Regions from separate parts of the Mus musculus genome. Here all the other regions are linked to region 1. Evidence: chromatin contacts called from public HiChIP or PLAC-seq and promoter capture Hi-C data. All regions are on one chromosome and are shown on one strand. Each heading gives the region's core, a stretch centred on a gene start, on an enhancer-like site or on the middle of the called end of the contact. The rest is flanking DNA. Distances are from core to core; before and after follow the strand shown. Region 1 holds the start of Uqcrfs1 (ubiquinol-cytochrome c reductase, Rieske iron-sulfur polypeptide 1). Region 2 holds the start of Foxc1 (forkhead box C1). Region 3 has its middle 54 kb from the start of Gm25186. Region 4 holds the start of Foxq1 (forkhead box Q1). Region 5 holds the start of Foxf2 (forkhead box F2).

Region 1 (2,700 bases), core at 151-2,650:
AAAGGTTAGATTGATCTCTGCCATGGTGGATATTCACTCCTGGTTCCTTAGGTGAGATCTACATGGAGTGCATGCTTCTCTGGGGTTATCCCAGGTCCTGTCCCTGTTCAGAACATAACTGAATGAAGTGACAGTGACAAGAAAGGACCCAGACTAGGCAGCAAGTATCCTCCCTGGCTAAGGACACCTGCAATCATTCCTCTGTGAGGGCCCGGATCTCCTGGGTGTTGTTTTACATTGCTGCTATAACAAACATAGTGTCTTAAAACAACACAACTACATTGTTTTACAATTCCAAAGGTTTAGAAACCAGCCAAGGTCCTAGAGTCCATGTATTATACAAGCATCATATCACAATCATGCCAGAGTGTGCAGTGCTTAAATTCTTAGTTTTTTTTTTTTACTGTTTTTTCTTTTTAAACCCTAAAAGAATAAACGAAGTATTTGGTATAGAGAAAGTTGTATGGATGAGAACTTCATTCTTTGAAAGTGAATGCCATCTCTAAACTCAATTGTCTGTGTGAACTTGAAATCAAGGTTTGTTCTACTTGGAAAAGTGGAGATTTTCAAGTGTAAGAGGGATTAACGTTTATTAGCACCTCACAGAGACTTTGTTAGTGGTGTAGTCAGAACTGAAAGAGAAGTTAGAAAGTTGGCAGTTTTCTCACTATGTGAAGGAGAGTAAGAGTCCCTCCCTTTTGTACTGCTGAACATCACTTGGGAAACCCCACTTGTTCAGAAACAAACAAACAAACAAACAAACAAAAACCCCTCAGGGGTCTACAATACTCCACTGCTTCCTGGCAATCTATGCAGAGCAAAGGGTCTAAGGACCAGGTCCTTCACTGGTAAAATGCTGGTATCAATAGTGTTATTTCATCAAGATCATAATTACAAATGAACAACGAAGGAAACTACCAAATCAAAAGCGTAGTAGATCATGAATAATCGTAAGCCACCGTTTTGTTTTGTTTTGTTTTGTTTTGTTTTTGTCAAACCTTGCATATAGGTTTCTGGCTCTTTTGTTGTAAGAAGATCAAAATCGTCTTGGCAAAAGACAAAAAGCGGTTGGTATTTATTCTAGGTGATAGGCGTTAGGAAGTAGTAGTAGCCTGTTGTTTTTTTTTTTCTCATGCCTCGGTCGTCCCCGATTTAAGGTTTTGCCCTAAATGAAGGATCTCAATCACGACCACAAGAAATCCCTCCCGACTTCGGTTTTCCTGGGGCAGGGCGACCGAGTCAGACACCAGAGTGTCTCCAGGCCCTGCCCTTTCCTGCCCGGGCCCCAACCTGCGCCCGAAGCCACGCCCCCAACGCGGCGTCCCTCCCGATTCGCTCAACCTTGCGAAACGCCCTTTCCGGCGTCGCGCTGACGTCACAAACCCTGCGCCTCCCGCTCCTCTTCGGGCCGTCGTTCGAACGAAAGGTCGTCCCTGTGACCGACGAGGTGGTTTGAGCAGCTGTCGCCATGTTGTCGGTCGCCGCCCGCTCGGGCCCGTTCGCGCCCGTCCTATCGGCCACTTCCCGCGGGGTGGCGGGCGCGCTGCGTCCTCTGCTGCAAGGCGCGGTGCCCGCCGCCTCGGAGCCACCTGTTCTGGATGTGAAGCGACCCTTCCTGTGCCGCGAGTCCCTGAGTGGCCAGGCCGCAGCCCGGCCTTTGGTGGCCACGGTGGGCCTGAACGGTGAGCCGGCTTCGGAGTACCCCGATCTCGTTCCCTGCGGCGGCGGAGGGCGGTGTGCTGGGATGTGGTGGGCCGGCCGCGGCTACCTTGGCAGGCCGAGCGCTCCCCGGAGCAGGCGGGCTCACGGTGACGGGATGCTCCCGTAGCTGCATCCCCCAGGAGTCAGGAGCCGGTCTGCACGTCAGTCTGGGTTCCCTCCTCAGGCTTCACTTGACTTTCTTGATTAAGATCGGCCTCCCTGTATCATGGCTAAGATACTGTTAGTTACAGGAATTTGACCTTGGGCAAGTTTCCTCGATGTTACCACAACTTTGTAGGGGTGTTGTGAGTCTTACACTAGAGAATTCTATGTAAAGCCATTGGTACGGTTTAGACGATAAGTGTTCAAAATAGAAATTGAAACAACCATGTAGGAAGTTGTCAGTGTACTGGTACAGTCGCTTTTCAGCATCTTAACTCCCTAGCAGCCCCATCCCTATAGACACAAAACCAGCCCTGTCAGTTCCACTGTAGGGGATCAGCAGTGGTTTCAGATACCAGGCTCTACGGCTTTCATAATCTTACTTAGTCGTGAAGGCGAGGCAGTCAGAAATGATACTTTTTTTTTTTTTTAATACAGAAAACAGAGGTGAAGTGACCCACACAGTGGGAATCTATGCAGTGCGGTCTCTTCCTAGTTTATCTAAGTCTGCTTCACATTCCCTTGTGACTTAAAAATCTAGAAAGCTTTCTGGTGTCTCCTGAAATGTGGGAAGCTGCACTGGGCTCGTTTGGTTTCTGCTCCGATAGTTGACTGACTCTTCACTTTTTCAAGTAGATTAAACCTTGATTTCAAGTTCACAGGGACCATTGAGTTTAGAAATATCATTCACTTTAAAAGAATGAAGATCGCATCCATATAGCTTTCTCCTCTATACCAAGCAAAGTAACATACTATGATTGTTCAGTGTATTACCTACTTGGCACTGCTTGGGGTTGAGTTTATGACCTTTCTACATGTCAACCAAATTGCCTTCTT
Region 2 (2,760 bases), core at 179-2,678, 1.3 Mb before region 1:
GCGTCCAGGCTGAGCGGCCGCGCCGACGGCAGGCTGCCCGGGGGGCTGCTCCCGCTCGACAAGCTGCTGCTGCTGCTGTCGGGGCTCTCGATTTTGGGCACTGTGGCGGCGCTGCCGCTGCCTAGGGCGGCAGCCGGGGACAGGGGCTGGGGAGGCGAGGGACACGTACCGTTCTCCGTCTTGATGTCCTGGATGCGCACGGGCGGCGGCTGTGGCCCGGGAGCGGAGCCCTCGGCCTGCTCCGGGGGCGCGGGCGCGGGCTGGCGGCCGGCCTGCGGCGGTGGCGGTTCTTGGAGGTGCAGCCGGCCCTTCTCCTCCTTGTCCTTCACTGCGTCCTTCTTCTTGAAGCGCCGCCGCCGCCGCAGGAAGCTGCCGTTCTCGAACATGTTGTAGGAGTCCGGGTCGAGCGTCCAGTAGCTGCCCTTGCCTGGCTTCTTGTCGTCGCGGGGCACCTTGACGAAGCACTCGTTGAGCGAGAGGTTGTGCCGTATGCTGTTCTGCCAGCCCTGCTTATTGTCCCGATAGAAGGGGAAGCGGTCCATGATGAACTGGTAGATGCCATTCAGAGTGATCTTCTTGTCCGGGGCATTCTGGATGGCCATGGTGATAAGAGCGATGTAGCTGTAGGGCGGCTTCACCATGTCCTTGGGCTGCGGCTGCGGCGTATAAGGCCCGTAGGCGCGCGCCATGCTGCCCGGGTACTGCTCGGCGTGAGCAGGGTGCGAGTACACGCTCATAGGGGCCGGCATGGCGGTGTAGCCGCCCCCGGCCGCCGCCGCGGCAGCGCGATAGTAGCTCTGCTCGCCGCCGAGGTAGGGCACCACTCCCAGGGAGTTGGGGCTGGACACCGAGTAGCGCGCCTGCATGGCCCCGGCTCGCCGCCGCCAGGCGCAGCCCGCCGCCCCCCACCCTCGCTCGGGCCGGGCCGCGCCGCACCGGCCGCCGAGTCCGAGTCCGGGCCGCGCCGAGCTACCGCGGGCCCCTCCGCGCTGCGTCTGTCCCGGCCGCGGCCGCCTCCTTGCGCCCTGGGCCGCTCGGCCTCTCCCTGCGCTCGCCTGGCGCCTCGCAGCCCACTCAGTTCCCGCGCGGGCGGCGAGGGAGGGTCGCTGCACCCGGAGAGGGCCAGACCAGGACGCTGCAAGCCGCCTCGGAGGAACGTTCGGATCAACTTCCAGGCGCAGTCGGGGCAAAAAAAGAGACAAAAGTTAAAAAAAAATTAAAAAAAAAAAAAAACAAAAACAAATAAAAAAAATAAGGCGCCCTGCTCGCCACTGCCTGCGCCTTCCAGGAGACACTGCTCGGGGCTGCTGGCTAAGGCGGCCAAATAACCAGGGGCGGGGGCAGCGCGCCGGCCGCCTTCCCGGGCCCCCGCGTCACCTTTTCTCAGTCTCTTGCGCCGGCCGCTTAAGGAAGCATTGGGAAAACTTCTGAACTTTTGAGCATCCGTCACCCAGGCGAGGACTTTTTTACGCAGTTACATTTTTTTCCGGGCAGGGGAGCCCCGCCCCACTACGGAGGCGGCAGCCAATGGGAGGCGAGAGACGCCTGTGAATGAGCCAGCGGCCGAGCTCTGCCGGCCCGCTCCTGGCGGCTGGAGGACCGCGGGGCTGACCACACGCGCGCCGGCTGCCCGGGCCCGGCGCCCGCGCCCCTGCCCGCAGCCCGCGCTCGGTCCTCCCACCGCACCCACCCACTCACTCCCAGACTCTGCGGTTCTCCCGGTCTGCGGACTTTCGGAGTCCTCACCGGCCCGGAGACCCTTCCTGCGTCCACTGTTCCCAGGCCTCCACGGAGCCCTCGAGTCACACAGGATCTGCCTCAGTCCTTACTCTACCGTGCTGTCTCCAGCGCCGGGAGTTTCTCCGTCCTTTCCAGCCCTCCGCCCATCCCTTGTCCTCTCCTTTCCGAATATCCCTCTCCCTGCTATCACCGGTCACACCAACATCACATTTGCTCTCCACAGGCAGGTTCTCCAGTCCGACTTTAGGTTACCAAGGCTGTTACAGCCGCCGGGGTTCCAGTGAGGAAGAAGATGGTATTTCGGTGCCTCGCCCCACTCCCTGCTAGCAGTAAGCGGAGGGGATAGAAACTTGGAACTTCAAACGTGTGTTAAGCTGATGGAATGTGTAGGCCACATTGAGGAGCACGGGGTTCACAGGCGTTCCAGGGCTTAAAAGAGCTAGAGAGTTCGGGCTAAGAGGACTCCAGAAGTTTCCTCGACAAACCATGCGTTGCCCCTCTGTCCTGACCAGTACATTTTGGCTCGTAGGGGCAGTTAAGTTCAAAAGAGCTCGGTGACATTAGTAGTTGTGGTGAAGCAGAGTCAGGTAAATATCCCCAAGAACTTAAGGCTTCCCCCAGCCACTCTCAGCCTCTACCCATTCCAGGGCAGCTGTCTCACAGAGTCTGAGTTGGAGGAAGTGTTCAGAATTGCACCTACAAGGCGGCTTAAAGATTTTGAAGAGATAAGCCCCGAATGATCCTAGATATTCCGTGATTAAACCTCAAGGCTGCAGCCTCTGGGTGACTAGAACAGGATGGGTAGAGATGGGGGTGGGGGGGCGGTATTGGAGGATCTGAGAGGATAGGCCTCCCTCTGACTGAAAAACAACCCTGTATTTCAGCAACTGGTCCAGAAAAAAAAAATCTGACAGAGTGGGCACCAGGTCGTTTGCTAGAAGATGGGTTTGAGAGAAACACTGTGAAAAAGTGTTTGTGAATATTTTTCACCTCGGTTCCTCCGATTTCTGGTAATCTTTA
Region 3 (2,700 bases), core at 162-2,661, 1.1 Mb before region 1:
GTTGCATCTACCATTTGGCTGTTACAAGCATTTCTGCTAAGTACAAACATCTATTTGACCGCCTGCTTTTACTCCTTGTGTAAAACAAGCCCAGAAATTTAACTGCTGCCGTATATTGTATTGTATATTTAACTTTTTAAGGAATCTCCATGTACTTTTCCATAATGACTGGAACATTGTATTTCCCTAGCAGCAATACATGCAGGCTCCACTATATCTCTATATTTTGTCAAAATTTATTACATCCTGCTTTTGTTTTTGTAATAGGCCCATTGCATCTTAATCAACATGCAGAAGTCAAAATCAAGGTGCAAAATCAAGGTTTTGCAGAAGTGACAGTACTGTGCAGAGTGTAGCTGCATTAAGGAGACTCTTCTGTCTGGTACCCAAAGTCCTTCTAAATCAACATCAATTCTGGGTTACAAAACCATGTTGGTCACAACCAAGGACATCTCTCTAAGGGTGCAGACCATGAGCTCTGAGGCCTGGTATCATCAGGAGTATCATACAAAACATGAGTCTGTGTCCCCCATCAAAAGGCATGGCACCAGTGGGTACCTCACAGCCTTTGATACCTTCTTAATGCTCGGGATCCTGTCCCCTCTCTGGGTACTCTCTGGGTATAGTACATCACGGTAATAATGTGGTCTTTGAATGGATCAAGTGGGTAAGACCAAGAGGGGTTATCTTGAGGTAACCTCTTGCATCTCTGAGATAGGGCTCCCCGTGGGTTTGGCAGTTTGCTTACAGTGCATATCTGATTTTAAAACTGCTGGTGAGCCAAGTGGGAATTCTAATGTCAAATGCAGCAATTTCATAAACAAGCAAGCAAAACAGCATTTCCCTGTTGACAGTTAAGTACCTCACACTTACAATTGTGCTCACTCTCTTTCCCTTATTTTTATCTTTCTTTTTTTAAAAAAAGATTTATTTATTATTGTATCTAAGTACACTGTAGCTGTCTTCAGATACACCAGAAGATGTGTCAGATCTCATTACGGATGGCTGTGAGCCACCATGTGGTTGCTGGGATTTGAACTCAGGACCTTGGGAAGAGCAGTTAGTGCTCTTAACCGCTGAGCCATCTCTCCAGCCCCTATTTTTATCTTTCTTGTTACACTATTTTTTTTTTTAAACTTCTCTCTGTAGTGTTCCCTCATCTGATCAATGAATAGTCCGTGTGTTCCCTACTTTGAGGACTGTATAGTACTGTCACTTCAGCAAAATCCCACTCACCTCAAGCTCCCAGCTTATGGGTCCTGGAAATCAGACTGGAGCAATGAGGGAATGAAGAAAGGACAGACACACAGACAGAAAAGCTGGCATCAGGTGGGCCGTGCTCACTCCAAGGGTGCAGCACCAACTGCACCATACGCAGAAACCTCAGGACATTTTTTTAAGTACAGAACAGAAGAGAGCGTGAGATAATCCCTTAAGGAGGTCTCTGTAGGAAAGCAGTCTCAGGTTACAGTCATCTGGGAGGAAGAAGCTGCAGGTGCTAACTTTTGCATACACTGCCCCCAATCGTTCCTAAACATTTATGTTTGGCCCAGAGGCAGGCTTTGTCCTCCCTCTGTGCCTCATCTCTAGGGAAGGCTTTGTTGCTTCCATGGGTCTGAGACATCTGGGTCTTTGACACAGCTATGCCCATGCCAAGAATTCACATCTATTCAGGATTCTGCCACTCCTTACACGTTTAGTCAGACCTTCCTCAGCTACCAGCACATCCTCTTGCTTTTCAGGAATGCCACTGTATTCAGATTAATTCATTCATGTTAAGTCTGAGCCCTCGTGATCTACTCCTTTCTGGATATGGCCTCACAGACAAATCCAGAAAGTGTGTTAATACTCTTCTACAGGTCTCTCAGTCCAGAGATGATTACATTAGGGCTTATTCTTGTTGGAAAGAAATTCTATAGGTCTGGGCAAAATGTATAATGACATATGTCTACATTTATAGTGTCACACCAAAGCATTTCCCCCATGACCTGCCTACTCCTCTGTCCTACCCTTGAACCCCTGTCAACCACTGAGCCTTTAACACCAGCATAGTTTCATCTGTTGCAGAACGTCATAGAGTTGGAACCATAAACTCTTCTATTTTCATTTTTAAGAGGTTTATTCCACCATCACGCTCCTTTCTTGTCCTTTGATGCTTGTTTCATTTTAGGAAGAGCTCCTTGTCATTCATCATTGAGTTGGTCCAAACACTATGGACAAGGGGGAAAGTCTTGATTAAATAAATCAGTCCTCTAGGGAAGGAAGAGTCAGGCTTTAAGAATAAGGGGTTGGTTCTGGAAAAACAAGGATGCATAGAAGAGAATGGGAGGTAACCTGCTCAGAAGGGGGGTGGTGAGGTCCAAGGTCTTTATCTGGGACTTGGGCCTGGAAATCTCAAGACTCTCCTTTCCCAGATGATGCCCTTATGCATTCCTGAATATCCATCACCCTCCTGAGGAATATTTCTTTTGGTTGGACACCGGATGAGCTTGCAGTAAACGGAAAGGGTAGATATGTGTAAAATATACTGTGTATATTTTACCCATATGTGTAAATATGTAAAATATGTGTAAAATATGTAAAATATACTTGAAGCACAGCTGTTCTTAAAAAATAGAAATTAAACACAAAGATGAGGGAAATGAATCATGGATGATAAAACTGATAAATATCCAATGCCATCTTATAGTGAAATGTTTC
Region 4 (2,700 bases), core at 112-2,611, 1.0 Mb before region 1:
AAGACCCCGTCGGCGAAGGTGTATTCGCTGTTGGGGTTGAGCATCCAGTAGTTGTCCTTGCCCCAGGGCCGCGAGGGGTCGCGCAGCACCTTGACGAAACAGTCGTTGAGCGAGAGGTTGTGGCGCACGGAGTTGCGCCAGCCCGTGTAGCTGCCCCGGAAAAAGGGGAACTTGCCCATGAGGTACTCGTTGATCTCGGCCAGTGTCAGGCGTCCGCCCGCGGAGTCGCGGATGGCCATGGCGATGAGAGCGATGTAGGAGTATGGGGGCTTGGGCCGCCGCGTGTACGGCTTGCTGCGCGCGCCCTCGCCGCCGCCCACGCCGCCCGCGCACGGCCCTGCCGCGGAGGCCTGCGTTCTGCTGTCATCAGTTGCCTCCGGACCGTCTTGGGCGCTCGGCCCGCCACTCGAATTCCTCTCGCCGCCGCCACCTTCCAGATCCCCGGCGCCGCTGCCCGCCGCCGGGCTGTTGGCTGCACAGTCCCCGTCTGAGCCTAAGGAGTCGTCACCAGCCGCGGACAGTGGAGATGGCACGTCGCTGCTGCCGGCCCCCTCCAGATCGCTGCCCATTTTGTCCCCGTGGGCTGCGCGTGGGACGAACACCTCCAATTTCATGCCGGCGCTGGTGCTTCCAGTCCGGCACAGTTACCCCTTTCCTGCGAGGTCGTAGGAAGCGAGTGGCGCCCGGAGTGGCGATCCCGTGGCCCGCTGAGTCTGTCTTCTCCTGGGAGGGACCGCTCCTGCGTCTTTCCGAGAGAGACGCTTTTCCGAAAGGTTCTCCTCCGCTGGGATTTTTTTTGGGAGGGGTTTTGATTGTTGGGTGAAGTGAGGAGTGGAGTGATAGAAGTTGGTGCAGTGCTGTCCTTACTCCGAGGTTTAGAGACTTTGAGCGGAAGACAAGCGAGGAATGAGGGGCCACCCTGCGAAGCGGGGGCCAGGACACACCAGCCTTAGGATTTCGTGCTGGGAGGACCGAGCCGGCGCTTATGCTATCGGTCTGGGCGTCCAAAAGTGTTCCTTCGCTGGATGTCTAGGTCTCAGGCACCGACCTGACGTCTGCTGGCGCACCCGCTACTTTTGAGGATAGGACGTCTTCAGCCTCGAGAGCCCATAGAAAGGAGTCTTCGAGGCCGCCGCACCCGCAGCCGCCTTGCCACCCCCGGCTTCCCGGGCAGCATGTCCGCGCTGGCCGGCCGCAGCAGAATCTCGCCTCCACCTTCGGTCCGGCCCAATATAACCCTGCGGCGGCTCCGCGCGGGCGGGGCCTGGGCGCCCACGGCCAGGGGGTGGGGGAACTAGGTGGCCGAGGTGGCCGCGGCTCCCCCCAAGGCGTTCATCAGGCCGAGGCCACGCGGCGGCGCGGCCACAGAGTCTCCGCGGGCGCAGGTTGTTTGTTTTGGGTCTGGCCGGCCCCGCCCTTTCGGTCTCGCCAATGGGGAGCGAGCGCACGGCTAGGGTGTGCGCGCGAGTGTGCGCGCCTGTGCGGCTGCCCCGCCCGCCCCGCTGCGCAGGTAGGAGCTTCTGGCTTCCCGCGGCCACCGAGTGGGTTTCTGCGCCCCCCGGACTCACCAAGACGATTGCTCTCCTATACCTGGTAGAGCTGACACTTTTTGGACGCTCCAGAGAGACACCTAAAAGGGCTTAGGCCGAGGGACTGGTTGCATAGGTCTGGCCGCCGTCCTGAGCTGCGCGCTGCGTGCAGCCTGCGGATTTTTTTGGCAAGGAGAGCCAATATTCTTAGGAAAGGAAATCCCTGGTGATAATTGAATCGCTGAACTGCAGACACCCCGTGGAACAGCCTTTGCATTGACCTCTTTCGTGCCCTTCCTCTTACTTCCTCTCTATGGCCAACTTTACCCCTTGTAACAAGTAAAAACCACGAGCTTGAAATTCTATGATTCTTTTTGGTTGATCGTGCCTCTTGTTTCTTAGCCGGCTTCCGACTTTCACTTTTATTTTGTCATACCTGGCTGGAGGCTCTGGGGGGAAGGAGGCAACGCCCCATACTTTTACCGGGAGGCCGCTTTGCAAGAGAGGTGCCCGGCTCTGCCTGCCTTGAGTCCCTTCCGAAGTCTTGTGACGTGGGCTTTGCCCACAGCCATGCAGTGCCCGGGTCTAGCAATCAACAAGAATCACGGGAGGATGTGTGTTCCTTGGGGCATGAGGCAAAGGCAAGGCGTGTTTATCGCTATTTGTCTGCAACTGTGCTCTAGAACTTGCCTTGGCTTTAGTGGCACGGGTGTCAAACAGGAAAGGAGGCCTCTTCTGCAACTCCTCCGACTCCCTGACAACTCTGTGTCAGTTCTCCAAGGAAAGGGGCCTTGCACTAGGAAGGGTGCACTTTTGACCCTATGCCTACCACGCCAGCTTCCTCCTTCTTCCTGCTTTTGTTGCGAATAATGTTGAGGCTGCGACTATGTGGGAGAGCATGTTTGAAGTTTATTTTATTACTTTCCACCATTTGTGTGGAAAGCATACACAAGCTTCTCTTCTCTTAAGTCAAGAAGCCGTAAAGGCGCTCAGAATGCAGTGGGCATCTTGACAGCCAGCAGGAATCTGATGTTTTGTAGTATGCAGGGAGTAACTGTTTACCACGTGGTGCGTTCCTCCAGCCTCGAAAAACAGCCTCTTTCAAGGGGTTCCTCTTAGCTCCTGCCCGCAAATGGATGGTCCCTAGGTCCTGGCCAGGGGAGTGCGTTGG
Region 5 (2,700 bases), core at 135-2,634, 1.1 Mb before region 1:
ACATGCTGGGGTGCAGACCAGCAGAGGCCGCGGGATTACTGCTTGGCGTCAGGGCAGGCGGCTGCTTGAGGTAAGGTGAAGCGCCAGGCGAGCTCCAATGTGCCGCAGGGCTAGTGTAGGGCGAGTGACACTCAATGGCGCTTGCCATAGCCGGGGATGAGGGCACAGGGCTGCTGCTGCTGTCCGGCCCATAGTCCCCGCCGCCACCGCCGCCACCCGCTGCCGCACCGACGCCCGCAGGACCTGCGGGCACCGGGCAGCTGGCCATATAGGTGGAGCCCGGGTTGGGCGACATGTGGGGGACGTGGTGGTGGTGGAGGTGGTGTGGATGCGCGTGGCCCGGAGCACCCGCCCCTGTATCATAGCCCGCGGGCATCATGTCGAGGCCACCATAACCGCCTTGACCGTGGCAACCCAGAGGCGCCGACGGGGGCGCTTGGAAGTCGAAGCCCTGGGGCAGCAGCGAGGCCCCGAAGCCCAAGCCGCTCACCACGCGATGGTACATGGGTTTGAGAGCCTGGCACTTCCGCCTGAAGCCGCGCGGCCGGCGGCGGAACGAACCCTCCTCAAACATGAATTCGCTGGCCGGGTCGATGGTCCAGTAGTGGCCCTTACCAGGTCTCCCGAGGCCCTTGGGCAGCTTGATGAAGCACTCGTTGAGCGAGAGGTTGTGGCGCACGGAGTTCTTCCAGCCCTGGTAGGCGCCACGGAAAAAGGGGAAGCGCGCCTGTAGGAACTGGTAGATCTCACTGAGCGTCAGGCGCTTGCTGGGCGAGCTCTGGATGGCCATGACGATGAGCGCGATGTACGAGTAAGGAGGCTTCTCCGGCCGCCGCAGCCCCGAGGTTGCCTTCTTGGTGCCTCCACTCCCGGCGCCCGCGCCGCCGCTGCTAGCCGCACTCTTGCAAGCACCGGCCGAGGCGCTGACGGAGTTAGAAGAGGACGAGGCACAGGAGGCAGAGGATGATGATGACGACGACGAAGTGGACTCCAGGGTGGCGGCGGGTGGCGGGCTCATCAAGGCGGCCTGGAGCGCGCCGGGCGCCGGGCTGCACGCGCGGCGGAGTGGGGCAGGCGGCGGGCGCGGCGGGGGTGGCGGAGGCCCGCCCTCGGTGCTCATCTGGGAATCGGGAACGAGGCCGGGCCTGGGGGGCGGACCCCGGACCGGGATCGGCGGCGCCGGAGCCGGGTCGGTCCACAAATCGGGCGAGTGCCCTACTGCGCCGGCCGCGCTGCAGCCCGGGCCACTGCGGGCCAGCGCTTCGGCGTCGCCTCCCTCAGCTCCTCTGGGGCTTCGGGCGGCGGCGGCGGCGGCGGGTCGGAGGCAACGCCCCGCGCATCCCTCTTCCGAGCCTCCGGCCGGCTCCTTGCGCAACCGTCTCCTAAGCCACTGAGGCGACGCTGCCCAGAGCTGGACAGCTGCGCCCTCGAGCCAAGACCTCAGCCCGGACCCCGGGGACTAGCCCGTCGTCTTCTTTCAGGAGTGCTCTTCTCTCTGTCTCTTGGACTTCCTCCCTGGCGCGCCCTCCCCGCGGCAGCTTCGCTCCCTCCCTCCCTCGCTCCCTCCCTCCACCCCACCCCGCCCTGCCCCCTCCTTGCTCCGCGCCGCCCGCCACGGGGAGGGCGCACAGGGCTCGCGTCACTCCTCCCCCTCTGGACCTGGCGGCGGGCTCCTGCTCTTATCGCCTCCCGGACTCTCCGGGGTCCTGCTGGCACTACTAATTCCTCTCGGGGCTCTTTCCCTTTCCCAGTCTGTCCTCTTCAAAGCCGCAGATACACCCGCATTCAGCAGGGAGAACTCCCAACCTTGGCCAGACTCGATTACTCCTAACTTCAGCAATTCATTCTCTGTTCCTTCCAGCAGCCCGTATCCTATCCCAGAAGTGCCCCCAACCTAGCGATCCGTGCCCGGACACACCCTGCCCCTCCTCCACCCCCGCCGGACCCTGTGGGGGCTGAGTCTTGGGGAGACTGTGCCCTGGAAGAGCTTCCTTAGCCACGGTCCCCAGTGCCCGAACTGACACCATCTGTCAACTTCATTTAGGCAGTGCTGCCCTCAGCCACACGCCAGGGTGCCAGACGTCCCAAGGTAACGTGCCAACTCCGGGTCTCTCTCTCTCTCTCTCTCTCTCTCTCTCTCTCTCTCTCTCTCTCTCTGGCTGGACATGCAGGCTTCTGAGAGGTCACAGCAGAGGGCAAACACTGGACGCCCTTGAGCTGTGCCCGGGGCAGTTATGAACAGATTGTCAGCTGAGCAAGGGGTTTGGGTGGAGAAACCTGGGGCCACCTCTTAGACACTCTTTTGAGTCGAATGGATTCGGTTTTTTATTTGCTTCCATTTTCCACTGACTTGTCATTTCCACTTCATGCTGAGAGAGAGCAAGAGAGACCCTGAGTAAGGAGATAGTTGTATTTATTATCAACAAGGAAGGTCTGCACAGCTGCCAGTGGGTTTACAGCGTCTGTCTTCCGGTGCACCCCCCCCCCACTCCCTATGTTCCGTGGCCCAGCTCCCTCCATTCGAGAACACTCCTCCAGTTGTGGCTTATTCCTCTAAGTAAGAGTCGGCTCAGAGAGAGATGGCCCTCGGGAGAAATCATTCCAATGAGACCCGACAGTTAGTTATTGGATTACACGTGCGGGGAAATGTAGTCTGACCCCGGACAGGGGCTGCAAAGCGAGTTGCAAGCTGAAGGAGGC

Evidence for each region. Promoter capture Hi-C pulls out the DNA fragments that hold promoters and counts their contacts. HiChIP or PLAC-seq counts read pairs in DNA pulled down with a chosen protein or histone mark.
Region 2: a contact with region 1 is called in a promoter capture Hi-C map of pre-B cells, with 4 times the contacts expected there. The contact joins the promoter of Foxc1 here to the promoter of Uqcrfs1 in region 1. A contact is called at or near these places in 2 of 39 promoter capture datasets (the C10 cell line and pre-B cells) and 1 of 484 Hi-C or Micro-C datasets (pre-B cells).
Region 3: a contact with region 1 is called in a promoter capture Hi-C map of embryonic stem cells. The contact joins the enhancer-like site here to the promoter of Uqcrfs1 in region 1. A contact is called at or near these places in 5 of 39 promoter capture datasets (the 3T3-L1 cell line, the C10 cell line, embryonic stem cells and 1 more) and 2 of 115 datasets of contacts at active chromatin or transcription factors (astrocytes and large pre-B cells).
Region 4: a contact with region 1 is called in an H3K27ac HiChIP or PLAC-seq map of extraembryonic endoderm stem cells, with 5 times the contacts expected there. The contact joins the promoter of Foxq1 here to the promoter of Uqcrfs1 in region 1. A contact is called at or near these places in 6 of 39 promoter capture datasets (embryonic stem cells, hippocampal neurons, liver and 2 more), 1 of 15 datasets of contacts at CTCF or cohesin (large pre-B cells), 7 of 484 Hi-C or Micro-C datasets (B cells, CD8 T cells, Th2 cells and 2 more), 8 of 115 datasets of contacts at active chromatin or transcription factors (embryonic stem cells, extraembryonic endoderm stem cells, large pre-B cells and 2 more) and 2 of 9 other capture datasets (embryonic stem cells and liver).
Region 5: an H3K4me3 HiChIP or PLAC-seq map of pro-B cells shows a contact between it and region 1, with 15 times the contacts expected there. The contact joins the promoter of Foxf2 here to the promoter of Uqcrfs1 in region 1. A contact is called at or near these places in 13 of 39 promoter capture datasets (the 3T3-L1 cell line, the C10 cell line, the HPC-7 cell line and 8 more), 2 of 15 datasets of contacts at CTCF or cohesin (CD8 T cells and large pre-B cells), 28 of 484 Hi-C or Micro-C datasets (the 63-12 cell line, B cells, the C10 cell line and 17 more), 27 of 115 datasets of contacts at active chromatin or transcription factors (the 230-238 cell line, CD8 T cells, the NIH/3T3 cell line and 18 more) and 4 of 9 other capture datasets (adipose tissue, embryonic stem cells, liver and 1 more).

The regions. Positions count from the first base shown.
Region 1 is chr13:30,544,016-30,546,715 of GRCm38.p6, reverse strand. Uqcrfs1 (ubiquinol-cytochrome c reductase, Rieske iron-sulfur polypeptide 1) reads left to right here and starts at 1,400. Exons shown (of 2, transcript NM_025710.2): 1 at 1,400-1,682. The coding sequence starts at 1,469.
Region 2 is chr13:31,805,314-31,808,073 of GRCm38.p6, reverse strand. It overlaps Foxc1 (forkhead box C1), which reads right to left and starts at 1,428. Exons shown (of 1, transcript NM_008592.2): 1 at 1-1,428. The coding sequence starts at 866.
Region 3 is chr13:31,682,337-31,685,036 of GRCm38.p6, reverse strand. No RefSeq gene overlaps it. Among named protein-coding and RNA genes, the nearest start is that of Gm25186, 54 kb to the left of the region's middle. Within about 2 kb of position 1,411, at least 8 of the 459 cell types and tissues checked have an H3K27ac peak or open chromatin away from gene starts, as enhancers often do. A contact at or near this core is called in embryonic stem cells, where this site is marked.
Region 4 is chr13:31,556,831-31,559,530 of GRCm38.p6, reverse strand. It overlaps Foxq1 (forkhead box Q1), which reads right to left and starts at 1,361. Exons shown (of 1, transcript NM_008239.4): 1 at 1-1,361. The coding sequence starts at 614.
Region 5 is chr13:31,624,500-31,627,199 of GRCm38.p6, reverse strand. Foxf2 (forkhead box F2) reads right to left here and starts at 1,384. Exons shown (of 2, transcript NM_010225.2): 1 at 1-1,384. The coding sequence starts at 1,120.